Linked DNA regions of Mus musculus: all the other regions are linked to region 5. Evidence: chromatin contacts called from public HiChIP or PLAC-seq and promoter capture Hi-C data. All regions are on one chromosome and are shown on one strand. The core of a region is the stretch at or near the end of the contact, and the rest is flanking DNA. Distances in the headings are between cores, read along the strand shown. Region 1 has its middle 36 kb from the start of Hunk. Region 2 overlaps Hunk (hormonally upregulated Neu-associated kinase). Region 3 overlaps Ifngr2 (interferon gamma receptor 2). Region 4 holds the start of Atp5o (ATP synthase, H+ transporting, mitochondrial F1 complex, O subunit). Region 5 holds the start of Paxbp1 (PAX3 and PAX7 binding protein 1). Region 6 has its middle 25 kb from the start of Scaf4.

The links. Promoter capture Hi-C pulls out the DNA fragments that hold promoters and counts their contacts. HiChIP or PLAC-seq counts read pairs in DNA pulled down with a chosen protein or histone mark.
Region 1: an H3K4me3 HiChIP or PLAC-seq map of craniofacial prominence shows a contact between it and region 5, with 4 times the contacts expected there. The contact joins the enhancer-like site here to the promoter of Paxbp1 in region 5. A contact is called at or near these places in 8 of 115 datasets of contacts at active chromatin or transcription factors (T-cell acute lymphoblastic leukemia, craniofacial prominence, embryonic stem cells and 3 more) and 1 of 9 other capture datasets (embryonic stem cells).
Region 2: a promoter capture Hi-C map of embryonic stem cells shows a contact between it and region 5, with 4 times the contacts expected there. The contact joins the enhancer-like site here to the promoter of Paxbp1 in region 5. A contact is called at or near these places in 2 of 39 promoter capture datasets (cranial neural crest and embryonic stem cells) and 7 of 115 datasets of contacts at active chromatin or transcription factors (T-cell acute lymphoblastic leukemia, differentiating embryonic stem cells, embryonic limb bud and 2 more).
Region 3: a contact with region 5 is called in an H3K27ac HiChIP or PLAC-seq map of microglia, with 6 times the contacts expected there. The contact joins the enhancer-like site here to the promoter of Paxbp1 in region 5. A contact is called at or near these places in 1 of 39 promoter capture datasets (embryonic stem cells), 7 of 115 datasets of contacts at active chromatin or transcription factors (bone marrow-derived macrophages, embryonic forebrain, extraembryonic endoderm stem cells and 4 more) and 2 of 9 other capture datasets (macrophages and pancreatic islet).
Region 4: a contact with region 5 is called in a promoter capture Hi-C map of pre-B cells, with 7 times the contacts expected there. The contact joins the promoter of Atp5o here to the promoter of Paxbp1 in region 5. A contact is called at or near these places in 4 of 39 promoter capture datasets (the C10 cell line, hippocampal neurons, neutrophils and 1 more), 2 of 115 datasets of contacts at active chromatin or transcription factors (memory CD8 T cells and pro-B cells) and 2 of 9 other capture datasets (adipose tissue and liver).
Region 6: an H3K27ac HiChIP or PLAC-seq map of epiblast stem cells shows a contact between it and region 5. The contact joins the enhancer-like site here to the promoter of Paxbp1 in region 5. A contact is called at or near these places in 1 of 39 promoter capture datasets (cranial neural crest), 1 of 484 Hi-C or Micro-C datasets (embryonic stem cells) and 12 of 115 datasets of contacts at active chromatin or transcription factors (the 230-238 cell line, T-cell acute lymphoblastic leukemia, embryonic forebrain and 4 more).

Annotation. Positions count from the first base shown.
Region 1 is chr16:90,348,652-90,351,618 of GRCm38.p6, reverse strand. No RefSeq gene overlaps it. Among named protein-coding and RNA genes, the nearest start is that of Hunk, 36 kb to the left of the region's middle. Within about 2 kb of position 1,673, at least 76 of the 459 cell types and tissues checked have an H3K27ac peak or open chromatin away from gene starts, as enhancers often do. A contact at or near this core is called in craniofacial prominence, where this site is marked.
Region 2 is chr16:90,404,459-90,407,525 of GRCm38.p6, reverse strand. The region is part of intron 1 of Hunk (hormonally upregulated Neu-associated kinase); the gene reads right to left. Among named protein-coding and RNA genes, the nearest start is that of Hunk, 20 kb to the right of the region's middle. Within about 2 kb of position 1,710, at least 33 of the 459 cell types and tissues checked have an H3K27ac peak or open chromatin away from gene starts, as enhancers often do. A contact at or near this core is called in embryonic stem cells and extraembryonic endoderm stem cells, where this site is marked.
Region 3 is chr16:91,560,690-91,563,588 of GRCm38.p6, reverse strand. Ifngr2 (interferon gamma receptor 2) reads right to left here. Exons shown (of 7, transcript NM_008338.4): 5 at 2,885-2,899; 6 at 1,812-1,969; 7 at 1-718. The coding sequence ends at 584. Among named protein-coding and RNA genes, the nearest start is that of Ifngr2, 15 kb to the right of the region's middle. Within about 2 kb of position 1,573, at least 41 of the 459 cell types and tissues checked have an H3K27ac peak or open chromatin away from gene starts, as enhancers often do. A contact at or near this core is called in bone marrow-derived macrophages, embryonic stem cells and microglia, where this site is marked.
Region 4 is chr16:91,930,076-91,932,973 of GRCm38.p6, reverse strand. Atp5o (ATP synthase, H+ transporting, mitochondrial F1 complex, O subunit) reads left to right here and starts at 1,344. Exons shown (of 7, transcript NM_138597.2): 1 at 1,344-1,454; 2 at 2,570-2,620. The coding sequence starts at 1,419.
Region 5 is chr16:91,042,702-91,045,676 of GRCm38.p6, reverse strand. It overlaps Paxbp1 (PAX3 and PAX7 binding protein 1), which reads left to right and starts at 1,298. Exons shown (of 18, transcript NM_026110.2): 1 at 1,298-1,671. The coding sequence starts at 1,323.
Region 6 is chr16:90,308,585-90,311,415 of GRCm38.p6, reverse strand. No RefSeq gene overlaps it. Among named protein-coding and RNA genes, the nearest start is that of Scaf4, 25 kb to the right of the region's middle. Within about 2 kb of position 1,360, at least 16 of the 459 cell types and tissues checked have an H3K27ac peak or open chromatin away from gene starts, as enhancers often do. A contact at or near this core is called in embryonic stem cells and epiblast stem cells, where this site is marked.

The sequences.
Region 1 (2,967 bases), core at 424-2,923, 690 kb after region 5:
TTACGCACAAGCCCTATTGAAGTATTTAGGGGCGGGAGGACCCAAGCCCTCACAGTTATACAGAATTGTTAGAGAGTCTAGATAATCAAGTTATATTTTTGAGCAATAACAGAATACTTATTCCTTCCAATTTGCATGTGGCAAAATAAAAATAACCAAAACAATGGGTATAAAAATAAACGTTGAGGCCAGGGAAATACAATTTTAAATACAAAAACTAATCCATTTCTATGCGGCCGACTGGTATTTTCCAAGACTGTCAAGATCATTCAATAGGAAAAGAATGTTTTTAATAGACGGCAATCGGTGAACCAGTTTCACACGCAAGAAAGAGCCAAGTTCAGCCTTCACGTCACACCACAGAAATAGTAACTCAAAATGATCGGCGGCCTAAATCTATGGCCTTAGATTTGGCAACAGATTCTTCGATGTGACACAAAAAGCACAGACCTCAAAAGAAAGAACAGGTGAGCGTGGCTTGATCAAAGTCAGAATGTTTGTCCGTAAAAGAACCTTGTGAAAAAAGTAAAAGACAAGACCACCAACATAACAAAAGAAAATGCATCTGATGTGACTTTAATATCAAGGGCACATGATAGCCAGTAGGCCCCCAGACCTTAGCACAACTGACTCCATGATGGAAGTGCCATTCTGGCCGTAAACTCAGCACCACCTGCCAAAAGTAAAACAAAAATCTAATCTGTCAAAGCCGGGGAAAGTCCCTAAAAGTACTAACCTTGCTTTTTGGCTTCTGTACCTCTGCTTTCTGTTAACTGAAGTACGTCAACCCGGAATATGGTTTGTGGGCTTAAAAGTCCCTCTGAGAAAGGCTCAGGGCGACCCTGGGATCCCAAACGCCCAGTGTAGTTAGTCACTGGCGGCTCGTATCAACTTTCTGTCTGCTCAAACCCATGTCCAGGTAGCCTTCACTGGCAGATGCCCTGCAACAACACAAACACAAACAACAAAGAACTCAGATTTTTTCAAATGGGTGTGGCACGGAACAGACATCTGCCCAAAGGAGCTACACGAATAACCAAAGAGCCCACAGAAAGATTGCAATATTATTGTTATTCAGGCAGTAGATACGAAAACCATAATGCAATGTCACTTCACATGCAGTAAGATGGCCACAATTTATCTAAAGTGTAAACTAACAAGGGGAACACAGTGAAATGAATGTCATGAGCTGGGGGTGGGGGTGGGGCAATGATTCAGCATGACCCCTCCATGCAATGAGGAGGTTGCAGAAAATGCAGTATGCATGAAGCTGCTGACATAGCATGGCGTGCTGTCTCTGTTGCTTAATTTTTGTCAGCTTGACACAAACTATAGTCACCTGGGAAGAGAGACCTCACTTAAGAAAATGCCTCTAGGACTGGAGAGGTGCCTCAGAGGTTAAGAGCGCTGTCTGCTCTCTCAGAGGTCCTGAGTTCAATTCCCAGCAACCATAAGGTGGCTCACAACCATCTGTAATGGGATCTAATGCCCTCTTCTGGTGCGTCTCAAGACAGCTGCTGTGTATTCATGTGAAATAAATTAATAAATCTTAAAAAGAGAAAGAAAAAAGAAAGTGCCTCTGTCAGATTGGCCTATAGGCAAGTCTATGGGGGCATTTTCATGATTAATGATTGGTGTGGGAGGGCCCGGCCCACTGTGGGCGGTGCCGCCCCCAGAGCTGGTGGCTACCGCCATGGATTGTATAAGAAAGCAATCTGAGTAAGACATGGAGAGAAAGCCAGTAAGTGTAAAGGGCTGCAATCTACGTGCCGCCACTAGATGGTGCTAAACCTCATTGTGCGCAGCTGCGTGAGCACAGCCAGCCAAAGTCACCAGTCCATCTCCGAGGCTTTTGCCCAACCCCTGGGGGCTTTAACCTATCCCCAGGGTGCATGAGGATCATGGGTGTTGCTACCAGTCCTAGTTTAGACACGTCACCAAAAGTATTTAAGCCACACACTTTCTGAGCTTTCTTTGTCTACCTCAATATGATATAGAAGTAAAAGTTAACCGTGGAAGAATCTGGTGTGTCCTGTGTTTATTTCCCGCGGGACGGGGATAAGCTCGGGATACTTGGTGCTGAAACCCGGGAAAAAACGCCTTAACAACGCAGGCACCTAGAGGAGACCCTCCGACCAACCGGAGCAGATTTCAGAACCACGGTGGATTTTGGAATTCCGAGAGCATGCTGAATCCTTGTAAGTAACTCTGATCCTTCTTAATCCCTCCCCTTAACTGGAAGGTGGCACTAAAAGCCTTTTGTTCTCATGCTGGCTGTGTTAACCCTATTTCTCCTGGTTTGATCCTGCACTCACCAGAAGTGGCGCTGAAAGAAAAAGTTTTGAATGCTGTGAAGCACAGTCAGACGGACGTATATAAGCCGCAGTGCTCGTCTCATATTTAAGCCTCTCGTAGATAAGGGAGCAGTATGGGAAATTCACATTCTGTAACTACAGCTCTACACTCTGTTTTAAAACAGCGAGAGATAAAAGTTTCTACAAGAACCTTAGAAACGTTCATTAAGGAAATAGAACGTATATCACCTTGGTACGCGTGTTCAGGGTCGTTAACTCTTTCCTCTTGGGAGAAATTAAGGGAAGACTTAGCTAAGGAACAACAGAATGGGAAATTAAAGGCAGGGACCATGCCATTATGGAAACTGGTGAGATCGTGTCTGGAGGATGAGAGATGCCGTCCAGCAATAATAACAGGGCAGGCAATATTAGAAGAAGCACAGGACAGCATGGCAGAAACGGAATGGTGTGAAAGGTTAGGAGCTCCAAAAAAGGAAAATGTGCACAAAGTAAAAAGCCCTTCCAGAGACCTTGAGTCAGAGGAAGTGAAAAATTTGAGGATAAGTCCTCAGGGAGAGAAAAAGGAAAAGGAGAAAGTTCAGAAAAGGAAAAGCCTTTATCCGGTAAAGGAACTAGAGGCTTTAAAGCTTGATAGTTTAAAAGCAGATGAGCT
Region 2 (3,067 bases), core at 461-2,960, 640 kb after region 5:
GGACTGACACTGGCCGGTTTTTACTTACAGTTTGATAAAGCTGTGTTCCTAACACAGCTGAGCTGTCTCTAATTTGTAAAAAGCCCACACAGGTGGTTAGCACAAACTCTACATGTAGAAAGTACCTATAGATGTTTGAGTTGGAAGGAGGGGGGAGGAAAAGAAAGAAGGAAGGAAGGGAGAGAAGGAGGGAGAGAGAGAGGGAAGGATGGAGGAAGGGAGAGGGGGAAGGAGGGAGGGAGGGAAGGAGGGAGGGAGGGAGGGAGAGAGGGAGGGAGGGAGGGAGGGAGGGAGGGAGGGAGGGAGGACAATGGCCCAGCAGAGAAGAGCACTGGCTGCTCTTATACAGGAAGGACCTGAGTTCGGTTCTTAGCACCCATACTAGAAAGCTCACACCCACTTGTAATGTCAGCCCCAGGGGATACGATGCTGCTTTCTGGCATCTGCAGACACAGGCATTCACATACACACATCCACAGAGAGACACACATGCATGCTCACAACTACAAAAGCAGAAAGGAGTTCACCACCATAGCTGTGTGTCTTGTTTTCGTCCAATTACAATTGGGACAGTTCCCCAGTGTTGACCACTCTGACACTTCAGTCTCTCTGCCAAATGGTTTTTCACTTAAAAAATAAATAAAATAAAATTATTTAACCATACTTAATTTTATACATAGCCATACATTCTATGTATTAAGTAATACTATAGCAAACTGATTTGATGTCATTTTAAACAGAACAAAAAGGGGAAAGAGTTCAGGCTACCTTATCGTAAATGACTTTTTGGTAGAGAAATATTAAAACAGCAGACTTCATCAGAAGGGTGCCTTTTCCAGGGGTGCAGACAGAGCGTCATGGTGCAGGGACGAGGGAACCAGTTCTTTTCTTTTTCCCACTTCTTTCTTCCCGTCCCTTCCCCTAGGCCTTGGATAACCTTCCTTTTTACAACAAAGAAGTCTTAGACATGTTCTCTTTCAAATTTGACATTTAATACTTCAAACTCCAAAATTAGCTTTAATTCAAGACGTGTTCGTGTCCCACAGGCAACAGGAAACAATATCCCGTCTCCATCCTGGGACAACTGGCGGCCACATGCAGCCAGAGAGGTACAAGAGCAAAATGGCCTTGTGGGAGGGGAGGATGAGGGCATTGTGGGATTGGAAACAGAACTCCAGGAAACTCCAGTACAAGATCCCATTCTCCTATCCAGGACCCTGCTGTCAGCGGAGGTCTCAAGAGCTCCAGGGGCTTCTAAGCAGGGGTCAGCTAAAGGCAGCACACACTGGAAATGTCCAGCTGCCTGTTGAGGAAAGTGGGAGCCATCAAATCAAAATCACATCCGACGACGCAGCCCCAACCCTAAAACTCTGGTCACTGGGGCAGAAGTCTCTATAAATTTCATTCTTAATTACTTGTTGGAAAGAAGTCTCTACCGTTAAAAGGGCCATAAAGGTGACTAAGAGGTGAGGCCAGGAAGGTTCAGTGATCATCCCTGGTGTGGTGTCATGAATCCTAGAAAGGTAAGGGACACCACCTACCCACACACACACAACACACCAGATGCCTAAAAAGAGCAGAAAGTAAGAACCAGGGGACAGAGAAGCCCCTTCCCCAGGCAGAGAATGGAGGCTGCCAAGAGGCTCATGGCACAGGCAGATACGAGGGGTGTGGAAGCTGAGGAATGCAGACATGTGTGTCCCTGCACGTCCAGAGGCATTCCTGCCCTGGGGGGGGGGGGGGGTAACTGCTGCAGAGGTGTCCCATGATCCTCTTCACCCCCTCGCCTCTATCCTCAGAGGTCAACTCCGTCGTCCAGATAAACCTAGTGGGCGGTCTCTGTCTTGCTAGCTCAAGGAATCTGACCTCTAAATACCTTTAAGTTTAAGAACAGGTCTGAGGATCTAAATGAAAAGCATAAATAACTGCCATGTGTTCTCCAACACAATGATGAATATGCTTTAAGCTAATTAAGTGCTCCCAAAAGCAATATGCTCACTCACACAATCACACTCACTCACTCACACACACACACACACACACACACTCATACACACACATTCTCTCGCTCTCTCTCACACACACACACAACACTCACACACACATACAATCTCTCTTTCACACACACACACACTCTAAGCTAAGCAACACACACTCCATTTACATATACATATGTGCATGGTTGTCACTGAATATTCATGAAGTAGATTTGACTGTGCTACAGATGGAGAAACGGAAGTTTAAAAGGGCTTCAATACCTTACCCAAAATCACAGAAGCAGAAAGTTGGGAGGCAGAAGCTGTGAACCCCCAAAGCCTGCAGCCCGCCAATATGCCACAGGTGAGAAAATATAGTCAAAGGTGCCTCCCTACCCCAGCAAAAAGGCTTCTTCAGGAAACAAGAAACTGGCAAGTCACGGACAATGTATAAAGCAAAGCCAACAACTCCTTCTCTCTCTATGTAAGCTTGAAAACAAGGGGGACACTAAAGAAAAGTATCGCCGGGCTGTGGTGGCGCACACCTTTGATCTCAGCACTTGGGAGGCAGAGGCAGGCGGATTTCTGAGTTCGAGGCCAGCCTGGTCTACAAAGTGAGTTTCAGGACAGCCAGGGCTATACAGAGAAACCCTGTCTCGGAAAACAAAAAAGAAAGGAAGGAAGGAAGGAAGGAAGGAAGGAAGGAAGGAAGGAAGGAAGGAAGGAAGGAAGGAAAGAAGGAAAGAAAGAAAGAAAGAAAGAAAGAAAGAAAGAAAGAAAGAAAGAGAGAGAGAGAGAGAGAGAGAGAGAGAGAGAGGAAGGAAGGGAGAGAGAGAGAGAGAGGTATCAACTGGTTGGCTAAAGAAAGCAAAGCAAAACCTCGATGGACCTTTGCCAAAAAGTCATCAATGAATCAGAAAGAAAGCCAAGTGACTAAGTAGAAGATAATAGCTACAACACAATAAAGATAAAGCTAATATCTTTAATATGGAAATAGCCAGTAACTGCCATATGGGAGAAACGTGGTAGAAACCATTAGCAATATACCAAGACACATATTCTAGAAGTCAACTTCATACAATGTTGCCATG
Region 3 (2,899 bases), core at 324-2,823, 520 kb before region 5:
ATAGACTTAAAAAAAAAAAAAGTTTAACATACAATCTTTTATCTCTAGATTAAAAAAAAAAAAAAAAGACTTAAATTACCAGGACATTATTTACAAGATTAATCACCTCTCTGTGAGTGAGGTGCTGGGGTGGGTGGGGCGTGTACGTGCTAGGCAAGCACCGAGCCCAGGGGTCTCACATTTAAGCCATCACATTGGACATGAAGGGGACACTAAGGGCCCCTCTTTGTGACAGGCAGGGTTGGCTGGGACAACTCATTTTCCAGAGTGAAGGCAAGGAAGGACCCAGTCTTCTGACAGCAGGGGCAGCTAACACTGGAGAAAGCACCACACACAGGTTTGCCGCCACGTTGCCAGTAATGAGCAGTTGTCTTTTTAGTGTTTAAGAGAAGCGCTTGGTTTGTTTTTGTTTTTGTTTTGTTTCTGAGATATCTTTCTGTGGAATCCTTTTAAATACTTGTAGCATCCAGAAAACTCATAAAGAACAAACACTACACCATCTTCCCCAGTCCTGGGGCCCTGGGGATCTCTCTCGGGTGCACTGATCGCTGCCCTCCTGGGCAAGCAGAGACCCTGGCCTGGTTCACGGTGTTTGGAGCACATCATCTCGCTCCTTTTCTGGAGAAGAAATAATTGACACGGAGTCCCAGGAGTCCTCCTTCGGTGAACCGTCCTTGTCCAAGACCTCTAAGATGAATTGGTCTGGGTCCTTTAGATACTAGAAAAGGATAGAAGGCCAGCCAGTTACAGACAGTCCGATACAATGTCCCTACTTGTAGTTGATGTAGTCATATTATAATCAGGTACAACTCCACTTTGTCCATCAATGAAGTGATACCACCACCAATCGTCATTGTTAACTGTTGTGACCCTAGGGGTCAAGCCCAGGCCTGGCACACGGTAAGGGCACACTGCTGCTAACTCATGCTCAGCCCTGATTTCCAGCACGTGCCTGCCTCTTCAGCCCTCATCTCTGTAATGGCGCAGGCCCAGGTGTAGCTCAGAGCAAGAGCGCTTGTCTAGAAAGTACAAGGGCCTGGGCTCCATCCTCTGTTCATCTGATGAAAGCTGGGAAGGGCAGAACTCAGGAAAAGTGGGAATCCCCACTGTGCCCAGCTGTGGCAGGATAAAGCAGGGAACGTCCCTAAACTCTAGCCCCTCCTTCCACCTGCACACAACCCTGGACGCATCTGGGTGGGGCTAGGATCCTCACAGTGAAGAGGGGTCTCACAGCCCTGAACTTTCTTTCCCTTTTGCTCTTGGCTATAAACCCCCCAGGATTCCAGGGCTCCATCCGCAGCTCTTAGAAGTGCTATCGGCCAATGGAAAGAGGAACAGAAGTCATGTGCGTGCCATGTGAAACCTCAGACACAGAAGCGGAAACCAATCTCTACTCTCAAGTAACGTCAGCAGCCTCTGGCAGTTCTTCACACTTTCCCAAGAAAGTACAGCAAAACCTTAGATTTCTGCCCCAGAGAAACAACTGTGGTGGCCCAGGCTCAGTTCCTCTGAGGGCTGTACCTGAGAGTCAGGACGAGCCCAGTGAAAGCTCAAGGGCCATCGGGAACTGTTACTCTTTGGCAGTGTCAACAAGGGAAACCTTTAACCCATCACCACGAGCCACGTGTTATATAGACTCTGACCTAACCCAACAGCCATTTTACTACTTAGTTATTCTGTGTGAACGTATGTGGGTGGGCATGTGCCCACGCACGGGGGCGGGGGGGGCAGAGGACGGCACGGGGTGTCCATTCTCGCCTACCACGAGGGGGCGGGGCCACAGCGGGTCACTCGCGCATCTGCGCACTGACCTCTTCGATTTGTTCCGGGATGTTTGGCGGAGCCTGAAACCAGTACTTCACTCGGCTTTGGTATTTGAGGAACAGGGTGAAGCAGGCGCCCGTCAGGCCGAGCAGCAATGCGAAGATGCCCAACGGAATCAGGATGACTTGCTGCAGCCTGGCGGAGGCTAAAGAAGATGACACAGAAGTGAGCAAGCCGCCAGCAGCAGTCCACGCCCCATCTCCCACTGCTGGGCCGTTTTCTCGTCCCAGGAAGACCCACAGGCCCTCTCTACCCCCTTGCCTCAATATGCGCTTAAACTAATAATTTTGACCTGAACATGTAAAACCTGAAAATTTCTATTCAAAAATCAAAAACTGCCCTGTCATAATACCACAAATGGAAAATTCCACATCCAAATTCACCTGATGGGCCCCGGTGCAATTGGAGCGGTGAGATGGTTCAGCAAATGAAGTTGCCTGCCTCTAAGACCGACAGGCCTGCATTTTGTCCTGAAGACCCATGTGTGACAGCAGAGGGCAGTGTGAACGTCCTCTATCCTGTCACAATACCACAGAGTGTCCTCTGACGGCCACTCAAGTGTACTCACATGACATGTATGCATGCACGCTCCCACACACACGCGTGCACACACACACACACACACACACACATGCACACAAACCCCCCACTTAAGTAAGCAAAAAATGCAATAAAAAATTCTATACCAGTGTACTAAAAATATTATATAAAGCCTCCTTCAGGCTATGCATGCAAGGTGTCTATGAAAACATAAGGGAATTTTATGGTCAGATTTAGGATTCATCCCTAAGACACCTCATTTTATATATATATGCAAACATTTTAAAATCTGAAACAAGACGACCACAAATCTGACATACTCCTGGTCCCAGGCGTTGTGGCTGCTGCTCAGCCTAGTCACACAGCCATTGCTGCTGAGACCTCAATATAATTCTCCTGTCGGGTAAGCACTTCCGGTCTCTTCTCCGACCACCAGCCACATGCCACAGCATGCCATCCTAACCACTTCAGGAGAAGCCTTTTTTGCAGCAGGTAATGGATACATGAAGGTATGTCCTACCATTTGCTGTTGTTT
Region 4 (2,898 bases), core at 95-2,594, 890 kb before region 5:
CGCTTTTCATTAGGCTTACGTAAAAGCATTTTGCAGCAGTGGAGTGAAGTATCCACACACAGCTAGTGAGAGTGTAAGCCGAAGAGAAGCAGCTCTGCCTCATGTGCCCATGTGCTCATGCTCACTTGTCAAGCTGCTCGATCAACTTTTAAATTCTACTTTTGAAATTATGAAAAAGTATATCTAAAGATACTCAGATGTGTATTAAAGTAATATATTAAAGTAATATAAACCACGTGAGTTATGTTGAAAAGTCATAGAATGGTTAAGTTATAGAATCAAAGTAGGTTATTCTGCAGCTATGGACATGTTTATTAAAGTGCCATAATTTAGAAATTTGCTTATACAAAATGTATTTCTGAGGTTGGAGAGACAGCTCAGCGGTTGGGCACTGGCTGCTCCTGCAGAGGACCTGTGCTCAGTTTCAGTACCCCCTGGCACCTCACAACTGCCTCTAACTCCAGCTCCAAGAGACTAGATGTCCTTTTCTGGACTCTAAGGCAACAGGCACACATGGTACACGTGAATATATGCAGGAAAACACTCAAACACATAAAACAATTTCTAAAAGAATGTATTTGCAACCCATATAATTCTGTATCCATCTTCCCTCATATTAAAAAGTAAATTATATATAGATAAATTATATATAGATTTTGAGTCTGTGGGTATAAAAAGCACAAACACGGGCTGGCAAGATGACTCAGCAGTTAAGAGCACTAACTGCTCTTCCGAAGGTCCTGAGTTCAAATCCCAGCAACCACATGGTGGCTCACAACCACCGATAATGAGATCTGACGCCCTCTTCTGGTGTATCTGAAGACAGCTACGGTGTACTTATGTATAATATAATAATAAATCTTTGGGCTGGAGCGAGCAGAGATCCAAAAACAAAAATTAAATCCCCAACAACCACATGAAGGCTCACAACCATCTGTACAGCTACAGTATACTCATATACATGAAGTAAATAAAGAAATCTAAAAAAAGAAAAAAAGAAAAAGCACAAACACACCTGTCAACTGTCCTATGTAATCAAAATATGGCCAGAAGAGCCAAGAAGTGCGCCCGGGTAGGTTCACTTTTGGTTTTTGTTTTAAGTAAAGCCTGAAGCATTGCCACAGAAGCACACTTGGCAGGTTCAAGACGAGTCAACGATGTTGACGATGCATGTGCAAAGAGTTTAAATCTAAACCTAATTTCAGACTTAATTTTCTGGTTCCGGTTCACGAGTCCAGCCGGACCGCGGCAGGTACGGACTACAACTCCCAGCATGCAAGAGGTTCTTACCCACACTCCCGGGCTCCTGACGCGTACATTTCCCAGAAAGCCGAGCGATCACGCTGGCGCGCGCGCGTGCGCTCTGGCGCCAGTAGTCTCTTTTCATTTGGGTTTGACCTACAGCCGCCCGGGAAAAGATGGCCGCGCCTGCAGCGTCCGGACTGTCTCGACAGGTAGAAGCTGGCGGGAGGCTCCCTCCCAGGGTTGCGGGTCCCCGGCTCCCATCGCCGCGTGTGAGGCCGTGGCTGAGGGGTCAGGCAGCCCGCCCAGGGTCGTGGGGCCCGGCGACTGCAGGCAGCGTGGGGCGGATCCGCGTTTCGTCCCCGTGGGGAGTGGGCACGGATTTCTCTGTCTTGACCTTGACATCCAGGACTCACTGCATAGCGGAGCAGCTGGCAAGGGCATGGGAGAGAGCACTGGGGAGAGTACATGCCTGTCCTTGCTGGTAAACCTAAGGGCTGCCTGCTGCTTAGGATTTTGAGTGTTGGAAAAGCGCATCCCCTGTGTTTATAAAGAAGGGGGGAAGGGCTAAACGTCTCCCCTTTGGCTGGCAGCTGGTGAGTGATGGCGAGCTTGCAACAGGCCAAGTCCAGCAGAACCTGGAATTGGGTGGAAAAAAATACGTGCCTGGGTCATCTGCCATGATAATTTTGTATCGACAGCCGTCATGGTTTTCATCTGCACCATACAGAATTATTACTAAGGCGTTAGAAAGTTTTTTAACCCTCATAGCCAGTTCCAATCGAGTACATTCTAGTCTAGAGAGAGTAGTATATGACTGTGACCTGTGCCCTCGCAAAACGCTTTTTAAACTGGATTCCAGGCTGCTCCAGTGACAGACACAGTGCCTGAAGCCTGGTGCTGTATCAAGAGATCTTTGGTCTTAGATAGCATTTCAGTTCCTAAGCAAGTAGGTTTCCTTGAATTAAGACTGGACTCATTTCATGTTCATTAAAGTTTTTCTCAAAGGTGATGTAATATAAATCCTCCGCTTTCATAAAGCATTCTTCCCAAATGTGATAAAGCTCTTAATTATTTTGAAAAATTCCACTTTGGGAAGTTAGCAGCTTTTCTCTCTCAGCTATCCAGGGAGGAAGGTGTTGGGAAGGCAGTTTCTGGAGGGATTTGGGGTGATTCTCAATAGGGAGTGTATAACAAAGAGCAGCTCCCACTCATATAACCTGTGTGATGATAGAAAGGAATTGCGCAAGTATTTGATTAGATTATTTTAACACATTGCTAAGCTAATGCAGAAACCCTGTCTGATCTGTTTTCTTTTGTTCTAAAGGTTCGGAGCTTCAGTACATCTGTGGTCAGGCCCTTTGCCAAGCTTGTAAGGGTATGTCAGCTTACTTATTTGTGTGTGTGTGTTTGGAAAACAATGAAAGAGTGAGTTGAACAGAAATACGTTGAAGTGTGTAATTAATAACCTTGGTCTGCAAGGGTGGCAGTTCCCAGATGAGTGCCTGGGTGCAGGGGATGCTGTTGGGCGCCTGTCACACAGGGTGGGCTCAACCCTAGACTTTAATGTTCTAAAAATAACTTGTTTGGGCCCAGCAAGAGCTCAGCAGGTAAGGGCTGGATGGCAGGCCTGAGGGTGTGAGTTCAATCCCTGGA
Region 5 (2,975 bases), core at 49-2,548:
ACTGCAGCCAGGGTCCTCTGGTTCGAAACTGCAATATTCACCTCTCCAATCCCGTTCTTTTGGCGGGTTTTGAAACATGTAAATAATTTCACAAACACTTCTACCCACGCATCCTGATATGCTCGAGAGAAAGAAAAGATTCAACTTTGGTTATGAACTGGGTAACCTGTGTGTTAGCTCAACCTCATGCAATCTTTTTGTTTGTTTGTTTGTTTGTTTCTCGAGACAGGGTTTCTCTGTATAGCTCTGGCTATCCTGGAACTCACTTTGTAGACCAGGCTGGCCTCGAACTCCCGAAATCCGCCTGCCTCTGCCTCCCGAGTGCTGGGATTAAAGGTGCGCGCCACCACCGCCCGGCTCATGCAATCTCTTTAAGGCCGCCAAGGTTCAGATTTGCCCTCTGTGATATAGTCTGAAAATAAGACAAATCTTCCTTCCGCTTGTTTCAGAAATTCACTATGCTTCGTAAAATAGTTAAAATAGTTGCTACCTAACTTGGCTTTCTTACCAAGCCACCCGAAAACACCTCGCTCTCCTGGGAATGGCTGCGGCAGCAGGGAGATGTATCATCTCTGGTTCTGTCTTCCCCAGACAGTGAGGGTTTCCCTACATAGCCTTGGCCATTCTGGAGTTCCTTATGTACATCAGGCCGGCACCGAACTCAGAGATCGCCTTGCCTCCACCTCCCCAGTGCTGCTGGGATTTAACGTGTGTGCTCCCACGCCTTTGAGAGTGTTTGCGTTGATAAAGCTGTAGAGATGGCAAGTATTAATGGAGTTTCTGATCTGTAGACGATATCTGCTAGCATCGCCTCGCGTTATTAAGAGGCATATTAACCATGGAGATGCACTTTCCCTTCCCAAGCTCAAGTCAACTGACTCGTCCCTCCGCTTCTCCCCGGCCTCCCGCCTCTGTTTACCCTGCAGGCACTGAGTGGGAGGGAGGCTGCCACACGTAACGGCTCCGTATAAGCGCGGAAGACGCATTGCAGCAACACGCTCCGAGACGACAGACTACACTCGCTCCTCTCATCTCGATGATCCTCTTTGTGACCTTTGGAACAACACTGGAGTCGGAGGGTACCATGCCAACAGTCCCCCGCGCCGCTAGAGGGCAGTGCAAAGAGACTCCGCCCAAGTAGTGGGGCGCGAGGAGAGCCCAGGCGCATGCGCAATCGAGGCGGCGCGATAGCTAGCCAGAGCCGCGACGACCCGGCTGGTGGGGGGGAACTCTTGCGACTGCGCGTGCGTGGCGGTGGTCTCCGCGCTCCCTCGTCCTCTCAGTCAGCGAGCGGCTGTGAGAGCGCGGTGACGGCGGCTGGGATGTTCCGAAAGGCCCGGCGGGTGAACGTGCGCAAGCGGAACGACTCGGAGGAGGAGGAGCGGGAGCGCGATGAGGAGCAGGAGCCGCCACCGTTGCTGCCCCCGCCGGCCTCGGGAGAAGAGCCCGGCCCTGGCGGCGGCGACCGGGCCCCCGCGGGGGAGTCGCTCCTGGGCCCGGGGCCGCTGCCGCCGCCGCCCTCCGCGCACCACCCGGGCCTCGGCGCTGAGGCCGGGGGCGGCATCTCCGGCGGCGCGGAGCCCGGCAATGGGCTGAAGCCGCGCAAGAGGCCTCGCGAGAACAAAGAGGTGCCCAGGGCCAGCCTGCTCAGCTTCCAAGACGAGGAGGAAGGTAAGCCCCGGCCCGGCCCACGCGGACCCCAAGCCCGTGCTCGCCCGGGCGCCGCGCCCCTTTCCCCACCTCCGGCCTCCGGATCTGCCTGGGGTTGTGTTCCCGCGCTGCCACCAGCCAAGTCTACGGCCTGTGCAGTCCCTCCTCCGGCTGTCAGAGCCCTGATCAGCCATCCTGAGTGGAGGAGAAGGCTCGATGCTCCGTGGACCCGTTTCCTACCTTGCGAGTTGCAGGCAGCCTGAGTCTCTTGGTTAACTGCCTGCTCTTAGTCGTCTGCAGGCCTCTGTACCTGCGGCTTGTTGGCGTCTCGGTTTAGGCCTCCTTGATTAAGAAGGCCGGATTGTTAAAGAGGAGGACCGAAACCAGGGCTGGGAACAATTCTGGGGCTGCAGCCCTGGCTCCCGGTGACCTTGATCCAATCGCTCCCTTGCTGTTGTCCAGTCTCGGTTTCTCTGTAGAAGTAAATGGGAGGAGCAGATGTCCGCTGTGGCATTGGCTCTTGAAGCAGAAGAGGGACCAGGCTGCAGGGGATTTCGATTTTACTTGTACCTCAACATCATGTTAGGAAAAATTGGATGATTTTCGAAGGTCTTGCGTCATGCTTTCGTGATTCTAGAAAGATGGGTGAATTATCTTTGACCTCTCTGGAATTTTGTTTGAAGGAGATACAGACCAGGTTTTGCATTGTTTGAAATGTCTTGTTCTTGACTTGGATTTTCAAATTAAAGATGAGGGCTAAGTCACTCGAAACTTAGTTTTGCAAAATGATTTACTCTAGGCATAATTTTGAAATAACTGTTATTGTGACCAGAGTTATTCAGACTTGGCAGAATAACTTTGGGGTGTATTGTTTTAGGTTTCTTGACTTAATGTTTTAAGGAAGCATTCTAAATACTTTTTTATCCTGAGATGGGTGAAATATGCCAAAATTTAACAATTTTGAAGTTCCTTGGGTTACTCACTAAAATTTTCATTTAGTTTCTGGAATTGATACTATTTTTTGTTTGTTTTAATTATGTTTTGTTGAAACAGAGCCTCTATACTATAGCCCTGGCTGATCTGGAACTCACTCTGTAGTCTAGGCTGAACTCAAATTCAGAGAGCTGCCTGCCTTTGGCTGCCCAGCTCTGGGATCCCAGGCATTTGCTGCCAAGCCTGGCAATACCCATTTTTGAGTCTGCAATAGATTGCAATAAACTTCAGATTTTGTAATGACTTGTGTGTGTGAAAATATGCTGGCAGAATGAAAACAGCACAAAGGCACGAGGAAGGGAGAGCACTTTCTGAGTTGGTGTCTTACAGAC
Region 6 (2,831 bases), core at 111-2,610, 730 kb after region 5:
CCTCCTGCCTCTTCCTCCCGAGTGCTGGGATTAAAGGCGTGCGCCACCACCGCCCGGCCTTCTTTTTTTTTTTTAATTATTTATTTATTTTATGTACACAAGTAAACTGTAGCTATCTTCACACACACCAGAAGGGGGCATCAGATCCCATTATGGATGGTTGTGAGCCACCATGTGGTTCCTGGGAATTGAACTCAGGACCTCCAGAAAAGCAGTCAGTGCTCTTTAACTGCTGAGCCACCTCTCCAGCCTGCCTTTCTTCTTTTTAAAAGATATGAGATAAAACTTCATAAAAGAATGTACCATTAAATTAAGGGATACTCTCCAAAAACATATTTCCCTGAAATAGAAAAACCTTAGAAATAAATTCACTTATGTATAAAATCGTAAGGCCTCTGTGTGAGAACCACTTAACATCTGGCTTCCTGTGTGGTCACTAGGATGGGCCTGGGAGTGAGCGGATGAACAGAAATAAACCCAACCTCACCCAGCCCTTTCCCCTCTGGTATGTCGAGGGACACTGGCAAAGAGACAGCAATTCAGTGTGTACCCAGTGGACATAAGCTGGATCCCAAACGCGGTTAGAAAGGAGGAGCCAAGCCACGGAGTAAACACTGAGAGTCTTGAAGGTGCTGCAGGGCTCTGCGGTTTCAGACTTACTATTGGTTGACTATAGGTCAACCTGAATACTCCCAATAAACGCTGGAAAGCCTAAATGACCCCAGTTTTAAATGTTAGTGCGCTGTGGTTTTCTGAATGGAAGACTTGGCTCTAAGTCGTATCCTTCCTGGTCACTGTCAGGGTTAACACGGCTTATGTTCCTGAGGTGTCTGCCTAGTTGCTCACCTGTCAACCTTCCCCTTTGCTCAGTCTTCCTCAGATGGTCCATGGCTAAAGGCTGTAGGATTACATCACTTGCATCACAAATGGAAGAAATGTACTTACTCCTAGTTCCCTTAACTCTTAGCAAGCCATTATCCTTGACTTGCCCGAGTGTATGCAATACCATCTCAGGAATGGAAATATTGCAGTAAATATTATTTGGGGGGTTTCTACCCCACCTTTAATCATCTAGTTCCCAAATAAAAGACCCAAACCTTTATGTTTATAATAAGCCTTAAAGTAGCAAAACTGGGCAGATATCAACCCCCTATGCTGTTTTGCCTACTTCTCTGTCAGTAATCCCAAGATATCACTTGCCATGTTCCATCTGAGCCACTCCTACTCCATCAGGCCAGTCTTGGGGGGGGGGGGGGCATGTATTCACAATCTACCTACCCCATGGTGCCTTGTTCTGTCTTCTTCCTCTCTCCCTCTTTGTCTCTGACTCAGACTCCAAGCTCTGGAACTGAAGCCCCGCCCACCTCTCTTCCACCTAGCTACAAGTTGTAGGCATCTTTATTCAAACACCAGTTTAAAAGAAGGAACGAGGTTTGCACAACAAAAGCTGCCATACTGGAGAATTCACTCCTCTTGAGGCAACTAGACCTTGGAATACAGAATTTAGCATTACAATACATAGCAACAGACCAGACCTCAGCAAAAAGAGAAGGAATATACTTTCTAAGAAAACAGCCATCTATAGACACAGTTAGTAGGTTAAACCGCTTAGAAAGACTACATTTTTGGTTCTCAGTTACCAGTGAAACTGGCTCTTCGTCTTCTCTACATGATGTTAATACAAGACAGCTCACCAGTGCACAGGGTTGAAATATTTAATGTAACAAGATAAATATGGTCATCTCCAAGTAAATTTGGAATTCCTTTGTTGTTATTTAAGAAATTACTCTTTGGGGCTGGAGAGATGGCTCAGCAGTTAAGAGCACTGGCTGCTCTACCAGAAGACCTGGGTTCAATTCCCAGCCCCCCATGGCAGCTCTCAACTGTCTTTAACTCCTGTTCTAGGGGAGCCGACCCCTCACAGACATACATGTAGTCAAATTACCAATGTACATAAGATAAAAATAAATAATTTTTTTTAAAAAAAGAAATTACTCTTCAAATACTTTTTTTAAAAAAAGTAGATGCAGATTTCAAAAATAAAGTTCTGGGTCCGAGTCTACACTCCATTTGGTTTTTATAATCTGTGAGGTCTTGCCTACAACCTGTGACTCAGAAAATGGCAGCAAGAAAGGACCCTGATATAGCTGTCTCTTGTGAGACTATGCCGGGGCCTAGCAAACATAGAAGTGGATGCTCACAGTCAGCTATTGGATAGATCACAGGGCCCCCAATGGAGGAGCTAGAGAAAGTACCCAAGGAGCTAAAGGGATCTGCAACCCTATAGGTGGAACAACATTATGAACTAACCAGTATCCTGGAGCTCTTGACTCTAGCTGCATATGTATCAAAAGTTGGCCTAGTCAGCCATCACTGGAAAGAGAGGCCCATTGGACATGCAAAGTTTATATGCCCCAGTACAGGGGAATGCCAGGGCCCAAAAGTGGCAGTCGGTGGGTAGAGGAGTGGGGGGGGGGGGGGGCGAGGGAAAAAAAAAAAAAAAAGAAAAGAAAATGGCAGCAAATCCTATATTTTTCAAGAAAGCAGCGTTGAGTGGAAGAAATCAGGTGCTTTGACGTTTAACACTTACTCTTTTTCTTGGTAAATGGAGAGAGAAGAGACAGCAGAGGGTATACCTGAGAGGTTAGGAATTCACAGAGTTCGGGGCTGGGCTGGCAGTGGGGCCCCCTAAAGACTCTGTAACTGGATGCTGAGTTAGTTGTGTGATCAGATCTGAGCTCCAAGGATGCCCCAAAAGGCACCTGAAGGATGAAGAAAAGCTGTCAAAGGACCTCTTACAACCCATGCACAGACACCGGGTCCCAGATAAT